Regions from separate parts of the Anser cygnoides genome. Here region 2 is linked to region 1. Evidence: chromatin contacts called from public Hi-C data. All regions are on one chromosome and are shown on one strand. Each heading gives the region's core, a stretch centred on a gene start, on an enhancer-like site or on the middle of the called end of the contact. The rest is flanking DNA. Distances are from core to core; before and after follow the strand shown. Region 1 overlaps LOC106033034 (dual specificity protein phosphatase 13B-like). Region 2 overlaps ADK (adenosine kinase).

Region 1 (4,546 bases), core at 811-3,310:
CTCTGGAGACAAAATATCTATCACCTTATTTATACAAGGTGGAACAGCTCCCAGAAGAGAGACTGAGACAAACAGACATAAGCATACTGGTATAGATGAGTGTTCATGGACATTCACCTGAGATATACAAAAACCTGGTTCAAATTCTCTCTGTTTCTACTTGTATGCACACATACATATATAACTGTACGTGTGCATGTAGATCTGCATGTATGTATATAAATACATCCATATAAATGAAAGAAAAACTCTACACATGTATATTTTATGTATTTATACATATACACTATATGAATATGTCTTATGTACGCATCCTAGGATTTCCACCCTGGCCCTAGAAGCCTTGTGAGTTTAAGTCAGTCCAATGATTCATTCTTTCAAAAACTTCCAGTTTTAATTAACAAGAAGCAAGTGTGCACAAACACTCTCCAACACAAAGTGCTGGAGCTTTCCTGTATTACACTCATCAGAGCTACAGTAACAACAATAATACCTGCACCTACGAGTTTCAGTTAATGTCGTGTTCAGGTGGCACAGGACGTTCTTTTTTAACAGCATTACTTGACAAGAAATTAAATCATATCGTCTTATGCTGCTGCCTTCTCAGGGGATGAATTACATACTGTAGAGTCATACCACAGAGTCAATCCTGCTCTCTGGATGCTTTCAGCAACACCTGCAGGCTCTACTGCACACACCAGTTATAATAATGTAATGCTATTTGGAGGGCAGTGAACAGGACTGCTTCCTAGGGATTATTATTTCTGTATGAAAATTTCCTCTTAATTCATTTCAGTAAAGCTGTCTCTGAGACAAACCGAGTGTGTGCAAGAGAGGAGCAAGATGCCTCACACCAGAGATGACTCTTCCCCAACCAGCAGTGCAGGGAGCCCAGACTCCTATGAAACACCAGCGCTAGCAGACCTCCAGCGGCTGATTTGGTTCAGAGGAGGGTTGGATAATCACGTGGACCAAGTCTGGCCAAACATTTACCTGGGAGATGCGTAAGAACATATGGTCCTATTATTAAGCTGTTATCAGTCCCTGGGAGGAGAAGGAAGGGATGTGGTGCACTGGGGAGCAGCTGTTGGGTCTATAGGAATGTTTTCACAACACAAGCTTCCAAAACTGATAACACAAGGACTTTGAATGTCATGAAAAACATGACAGACGAAGGGTAATTTGTAGTCTGAGTTGTTTTTTCTGCATTCTGTGAACCACAGCAGACTTTGGCAGGGTAAGAACTATTTGTATTCTAGATAGAAGTCTAGAAAGAACCCATCCCAAATTAGTGTCAACTGTGAGAAGCGTTATCTGCCCTGGGAACTGAGCTCTTGGGCAGCAGACAAGGCCACTGTAGCCTTCCACTCAAATACAGGAGCAGCAGGATCAGGAGCCAGATGGACAAGGACCCAAATAAAATTTGCAGTAAGGATTTTGGCAGTCCAAATCCAAACTTCTTTTCAAAGATGGTAACACTGAAAATATCAAATAGGAATTTCCACTCAAATACCTCATACTCGTGACCACTTCTATTTAGTGCTGTTTCCTTCTATTTAGATTACCGCAGATTACAAAGATCATCAGATGGGCAGAACAACAGCTCATGATTACCAATCCTTTCTCCTCCTCCTTATATATACATCAGTTAAGGAGCACAACTTTATGGAATAACTTCACTCCTAGTTTATAGCTGGAAAGGGGGAGAACCTGGCTGGTGAGCATGACAGAGCCGCTTCGTGTCCAAACCAGGAACAAGGTGCTGCATCTGGGAGGGTTCTCGCCCTTGCCACCCACGCACACAGTGAGTGAGAGATTAGCTGCAGATCTCATTAAACACGTATGTGAAGTAAAATCTTGACCACTCTATACAGTAAGCAGTGTTCCCAGGGGCTAACTGCTGGGAGGTATTTGCTCAGCTACCAGTATCCCACAGGCAAGCCTGTGCTCACGCTGCTCCCCATACCACCACACCACATTTTTCATTTGCTATGGGCTTCTTCACATGTGCTGTAAGCAAGATGCATTTCCTGCATCCTTCCCTAGAGGGAGCAGGCACCAACGTCAAACCATGATATTTTTCCAGAATGTTAGGCGTGCTGCCAATGAACCCTTCGCATCTCTCAACAGGTGGGCTGCTAGGTGCAAAACTACTCTTCAAAGCCTCAACATTACTCACATCCTTAATGCAGCAGATGGGCCATACAGTATCAACACGGGAGCCAGATATTACAAAGATCTGAAAATAGAGTACTTCGGAGTAGAAGCATTTGATGATCCTTCCTTTGATTTAAGTATCTTCTTCTACGACGCTGCCAATTTCATTGGCAAAGCCTTAAACACTTCAGGAGGTAAGAGAGAGGCAAGCTTTGGGATGAAGCTTCAACATGAGCCAACGGACCTCCCGTTGCACTAACAGGGTTTGAGAAAGCACACGCAGAGTATGGCTGGGAGAACAGGATGCTGCTCCATAGTACATGGAGAGGTGGCCACGACGAGGTGGCTGCCAGCTAGGGCTGGCACCCTCATGCCCACCCTGCAGAAATTGCCTCCTAGCAAAGTCTGAGGGCCTGCCTGCCGTGTCCGTGCCCCCAGCACCCTGGCCAGGGCTGCAGCCCAGAGGCACAGGCCCCGTACCGTGAGGCAGCTCTGCGCCTGCTCCCCGCCGGCACCTGGGAGCACTGGCTGACAGGCTGCACGTACCAAAGTGCTTCACACAACTGGAGCCTGGTCCAGGCTGTCTATTAAGCTAGAGAAGAAATACAAGTTAATGAACTAAGTTACAAGCTACGAGTCTGACCCGCAGCCTGCTGAATTTTTGTCAGCAGAGTTTGGATTAGGGCCTAGTTATCATAATTTCCATTTGTTCCAGAGCTTGCTCCGACTCTGGCTGTGAGATCTTGCTGCTTTCACTGGAGTGCTTTATTAAATCCCTAGTTATAGCTCACACTGGGCTGCTGAGATACAGTAAATTACGAGTCCGTTTTTATAGGCAGACTGTCCCACAGAGTTTATGGGACTTGTCAATGATCACAGTCTGGGCTGGACCAAAATTTTCTGCCAAAACTTCCTTTTCCCACAAAAAATTACACTAATGAGTTTTGTCACAGAAAGCTTCTCCTTCCACAGAAAGTTTCAGCTATTTTAATCTGGGAACAAATATCTGAGAACCCAGAGAGTTTGGATGAGACCTGGTTTGGGAGCAGTCACCAGCCTAGGTTCCTCTGCCCTGCTCTCCTGTATGGTGAGAGCTCCTCACGGGACTGGAGGCCCCTCCTGCAGGGTAACGGCCAGCAGATCCCCAGGCACTGCTTTGTCAGGGAGCTATGCAGTCTGTGGAGGGATAATGCAAACATGAGGCTCTTGTAGCCTGTATAACTTCGCAAAAACTTTTTGAATATATGTCAGCATGGGAATGTTTAGTCTTCTACCTCAGACCAACCAATGCAGTCTCCACAGCACTCTTGAAACCTTCCATGAAAAAAGTCCACCATACAATTACTTCAGTCAGGGAAGAACATTCATAATGCTCCATTTCCAATACCTAACTTCAGTGCCTAGGTCCTTTCTTTCTAGTGCTATTGAGCATCAAGATAAGCTCTGTTAATTCTATTATTCTCTTCACTAACTACGGAGAGACCTAAACTAGATGCATACACTCAGTATGAAATACCACTGCAACAGATCTATAGCACAATCTTAGGCCATCCACAAAAAAAAATGAGTACCCACCAAACACCACAGCTGTTTTGCCAATTCACGTCTCGTAGTTTTTGTCCTCTCTGTGTTCCCTTCACTTTTGAAATGCTAAAGCCTGCTCACCTCATGTCTCTTCTTTTTGCAGGTAAAGTGTTCGTGCATTGTGCCATAGGGGTAAGCCGCTCTGCATCCTTAGTGCTTGCCTTTTTGATGATCCATGAAAACATGACACTTGTGGATGCTCTGAAAACAGTGGGTTCTCACAGAAACATCTGCCCAAACACAGGGTTCCTCAGCCAGCTCCGAGACTTGGACATTAAATTAAATGAAGAGAGGAAAGGAAACAGAGAATCTGCTGGCAAAGAGTTGTAAGAAAGTAGTCCTAAAAGAAAGAAAGAAGACAAAACATTACTTGAGTTTCCTAAATCTCTTTCAAATGAATTACGATTGCAAACTAAGGATGTAAGTTTAAGATACGCTAGAATGCATGTTATTAGTAAAAGTACATTTTACTTGATCTTCCCATTTTGCAACACCATCCTAGATTATACTTACAGTTGACTGTGTATTGTATCCTTCACTCTCCACCTTAAAACATTGCTCTGCTGGTTTAAAAAAAAAAAAAAAAGAAAAGATATCAGGTTCCACTTCAGAAATAGCTGCATTTCAGCAAGGAGTGAAGCTCATATCACTTTATGAAGTGTTAGGCTATTTGAGGTGAAAGATGCCATATTATTTATGTTACAATAATGCTCAGAAGTTTTCTTATGAATCAGCCTCCCCCCCACCCCCTTTGCTTTCCATATCTAAAATGGTTTATATTTTGAGACTTCAATCTGGCAGTAGT
Region 2 (4,646 bases), core at 929-3,428, 460 kb after region 1:
TTTATTTTTTGTAACGTAGTAAGTAGCTAACTATGTAACCCCTGCCGTTTTAAAAGACAGTCCTCTTGTCAGTAAAACGTTCAAAGTGACAATTTCAGTAACTCAGCATCTCTTTCTGGATAATTAGATATTTTATGAATATGCAGATTTCAGAGCTGATTGGCTCAAATAGATCCCATTCCTTGAGAACATCACGATCCATAAAAAAATGCTCTCACCCAAACTTGCATTAAACATGGATCTGCAAAGGTCAAATACAGATCACACCAGACAGAATTACCCTTGCCCAACCTTTGTGCAGATACAGGTTATGATGACTATTTTTCCATTGGTACTGTGACCTGTATACACAGGATTTGCTTGTAGCAGATCTTTGCAAAATCTTTGGGGAGTACAAGGATGGAGATTTCATGTCGTCCACATTACCACAGCATGCAAGTTAAATAACAAAACAATAGCACCATCCAGTGGCAATATCTTTCCTTTTAAAATTTCATCATTTACTTCCGTGATCCTAGTGGAGCAAATGTAAAACAAATAAGCAGGGCATTTGTTCTTCTAATCACACTTCTTAGAGCAGCTCGCATCCCGAGAATATACGGAACTAGGTGGGAAATGCAAATGCAGTACTAGTAAATAGCCTGAAAAGAGCAGCTGCACATAGAAGTAATTGTACAAAGACAACACCAAACTTCAAAAATCAAATACAAGAGCCTGCTCGTTGCAACATTTACAAGATCCATAATATAAATTTGTTCCAGTGCTCTAATCCTTCTCATATATTCACTGAAGGTTGAAATATTTTTTCCCCTGAACTAGGAGCATAAGCATCAGCTTTGTGTTGCATTTCAAGTAGAAAATAATTCAGTGTCTTCTCAGTATACATTTTTATTTTTAAAATCTGTTCTCTGTATATTATAGGCCTGTTCCTCTTTTTTTTTTTTTTTCTTCTTATTCCCGTCTTTCAGTTCAGTTTCTCCCTCCTACCCATTTGGTTATATCCCATTTCCTTAGAAAAGTGATTATTTCAGATTTTCAAGTACCGAAGTGGTGACCTCATGGTAAGCAGCTGTGGCAGAGCCAAAAAAAATCTCATTAACAAAAATAAAATGAAAAAAAGGCTGCTGTACAGGAATTGTCATCTACAATAACCAATATGCCAGGAATAGGGAAAGAAATAACTGGTTTTAAAGATGTTTGCAGAGTGTTTTTCTCAGCATAGAGAAAAAACAATAATTAAAGTCATACTATTTAGAAGTTCAGTGTCCAACCACTGACACAGGCGCAACCTTCCAATTTAGGAAAGGCTCCCATAAATTATACCAACCATTCACAAGTGCATTTGGACAACTAGGATGGCATGACTTTGTCTTCATTGTGAAGTTCAATATTTAACGTGCTAGAAAGCTTTAAGAAAGCTATTTCAGAATATTCCCATAGCTGCAGCTAGGATTACAGTCCAACACCATTAGTTTTGTTTAGAAATCAGAAATCCATGCAGAATTCTGTCAACAGAGGTGAACGGTGGGCTTATTCACTGTTGCATACAGACGTTTCACTGTTGCTGAACACTAGTAACATTAGCTTAAGATAAATAACTTTTTTTCAAGTAGGTGATAAGTGAATTCAGAAGCAAATGATCATAGCCCATCTCAGCTTTCACCAAAATTATAAAGTAACTTGTCACTACAGTTTAAAAGGACAGGCAACTACAGTAGCTAATACTCTCGTTTAAATACTCACTTTCAATTTACAGCACTCAACACATTTCTGCACTAATACTTAATTTCCCAAAGTAGTTTTTCCAAAAAAGTGGAAGACTATGATCCTATCTTTGATAGGCCAGTGTGAGACCTGCACACATCCTACATCCATAATAAATCTAGAACAAGCAGGATAGGAGAATGTGTCTATTCAGTTTTGTTAGCTTCTACCTGAGGAATTAACAACTGAAATGAAGTAATATCCTTGTATTCCTGTGGTCTGTGCTGCTGTTCCTTAAGAGCTCTGTTGTTTCCCCCCTCCCAGCCAGAGCCAGCTACATCAGTGAGAGACACGGCCAGGCCAGGATGCAGGGGCAGGGTGCCAAAGATGCTGAACTGGCACAGGGAGTTCATCTCCGCCACCTCCCACATGCTCCTGCACCAGCTTGAATAATATCTATTGGTTTCAGCTGCTCAGCAGAGACACTGGCATCTGCAGCTGCAACTGCACCAGCTGACTCATGTGACCAGAAGGTAGGGCTGGATCCCTCGCAGCAGCTGCACTCCATCTGCAATCACTGGGCTGGGGACAGGAGCAGCAGTCTGTGTCAGTTTCTGTTTCCGCCGCTTGTAAAGCAAGGTCATCTGATCATACAGCCAGCACAGTATTAGGGCAGGAGACCCTGCTCAGAATAAGCAGATGGCTCCATGGTCAAGGCATGCAGCTTCTGATTTTGCAGCAAGTTTCCCATGCAATTTGCAGCCAGCTACGTTCCCTGTTTGCTTTGGCCACAAATCCATAAAATTACAATCTGATCTAACAGAAAGCTGCGAGAACAAATCGATTTAAAATGTCTGAGACTCCCATATACAATGATTACTGAGCTGTGTAAGTATGTAGATAAGTAGATGAGATATTTCCCGGCAGATCTGCAAAGTTATTCATGATCAGTAAGAAAAATCAGCTTTACACCAAAACACACTCATCTCCTTACAAATGTAAAGCCACATATCCATACTGGGCATACATACTTACACTGCTAAGTCTCCTAGATGTCCTGATTAGATCAGACAGTCAACTCTAAGTGATATTTTCCATCATACTAAAAAAAACAAACAGCTCAGGTCTCCGTATTTTCCTCCCACAGCAGGCTATTCTGCCTGGCCTGCATTATTGCCTATAGGGGTGGAGAGGTGCACAGAACCTCACTCTAGCAAATACAGAATCACACTCTTTGCACATGGATTTTTCCTGCCAGTCCTATACTGTTTTGTCTTCTCAGTTGAAAACCCTTTTCGTTTTTTTCCCATCCCACCCCTATCCATCCAGTAATCTATCCAACTCCCTCTCCACTCTTCTTTCTGCACTGTTTACTTATAGGCATTAGTTCTGTGTTTCATCCTGCAAGCCCGCCTTGTTCTGCAATTTATCCAACTCCCTCTTTGCTGTTTTTTCTCCACTGTTTAGCTTACTGAACTAAGCTCTCCACCACTTCATGTACTTAGAGAAGATTTGGTGCAAAGGAAAACTTTTGTAAAGTAACCAAACAGCCAGATTTTGTAACATTATTGCTCATAACAGGAAAGATCAGACATAAAGCCTACTTGTAAGTACAAAGAATTGGTCATCATAAATAAATGATGTACACCTTTGATCACTCCAGTTTGAAAATGATGATAACACACTGCCTTCAACTCATGGTCTCCGGCTTACCAGGAGGCAATGAAGAACAATTCACTCCCCCCAGAACACCATAAATTTGCAGCCATTCCTAAAAAGCAATTCTGAACTCCCCAAAGCCACATTAGAATTGTGAGTCAAAGAAACACTTCTGGGAATTAAACATGCACCGCTATTTTGTTGGCGGTCTATATAACATATTCAAAGAACTTCAGAGAGTCTGTTATCTGAACAAGTTCAAGTATCTATTTCTCCCATGTTCACTCAGAAAAAAACATTAAGTCAACCAATATTTGAATGCAGGCTAGTTAGTAAAACAGTTATTCTTAAAACAAAATAAGTAAACCTGAAACATTTGAAGTAATAGATGCTGTAAATATTAAGTTTTTGTTAGTCTTTTTCATAATTAATATGAATGTTAATACTAGGCAATTTCTAGTTTTAAGTCACAGCAACCAGCACTTGCAAAGAGATAGAAAAGTTGAAATTTAAAGAATAATATTTACAATTGCAATACCACTTCTCAGAATACTGTATTCTCTCAGCTTTGAGTTTAATGTGTTTTAATTTGATGCCTTAGGAATTCCACACTACATATGGTAAGGCCACAGCTGGAAGACTGCATCCCATTTTTGGTAACACTTCATGAAGTAACTACAACTGGAGGGAGGCCAGAAGAACACAGTGAAATTGAGAAGTTGAGATGATGTGAGCTGCAGGAAGAGACATAGCGTGCAATCTCCAGTCTACAGAGGAGGAGAAAAGGACAGACTTGAGAGCATGAAAATAAAGAGGAATGGAATAAGCTGTTCTGTGTCACACAAAATAGGACAGCTCATGGAACAGAATTATAATCAGAAAAGACTAAAACCTACATCTAGTGGTGGGGAAAGGGAGCTTTTTAGTAGAAATAAAGTGGCACACCAATACAGTGTACTAAGACTGCACCATCTCCACATGACATCTTTGTATTTCCATCAAAGACCTTTAGAGAAGGCTAGACAAACATCTACCAGGAACAGCAAAGTTGCATCTCTGGCTGGATTAGGGGGAACGAAACTAAGTGATCTCTTGAGGTCTCCTTCTAAAGTTCTTTGAAAGGAAAGGCAATTAATTGACAACTACTAAATTCTGTTCACAAAAGCCATTTCAACTGCTCTGATAGACGATCACTAGCTTTAAAATTGCAGAAGCCACTATCCTGAGCACTAATTGGTACTCTAGGGGTTAAGTTTAGTCCAGAAAAGACTGAATGGACAAAG

Evidence for each region. A called contact is a pair of places that touch in the nucleus more often than the background predicts.
Region 2: a Hi-C map of liver shows a contact between it and region 1, with 2.8 times the contacts expected there. The contact joins two enhancer-like sites. A contact is called at or near these places in 4 of 7 Hi-C or Micro-C datasets (fetal liver, granulosa cells and liver).

The regions. Positions count from the first base shown.
Region 1 is chr7:36,754,546-36,759,091 of Taihu_goose_T2T_genome, forward strand. LOC106033034 (dual specificity protein phosphatase 13B-like) reads left to right here. Exons shown (of 5, transcript XM_013176341.3): 3 at 797-1,004; 4 at 2,131-2,351; 5 at 3,845-4,546. The coding sequence starts at 844. The coding sequence ends at 4,071. Among named protein-coding and RNA genes, the nearest start is that of DUSP13A, 25 kb to the left of the region's middle. Within about 2 kb of position 2,061, at least 1 of the 3 cell types and tissues checked has open chromatin away from gene starts, as enhancers often do.
Region 2 is chr7:37,213,388-37,218,033 of Taihu_goose_T2T_genome, forward strand. All of the region lies in intron 3 of ADK (adenosine kinase), which reads right to left. Among named protein-coding and RNA genes, the nearest start is that of ADK, 48 kb to the right of the region's middle. Within about 2 kb of position 2,179, at least 2 of the 3 cell types and tissues checked have open chromatin away from gene starts, as enhancers often do.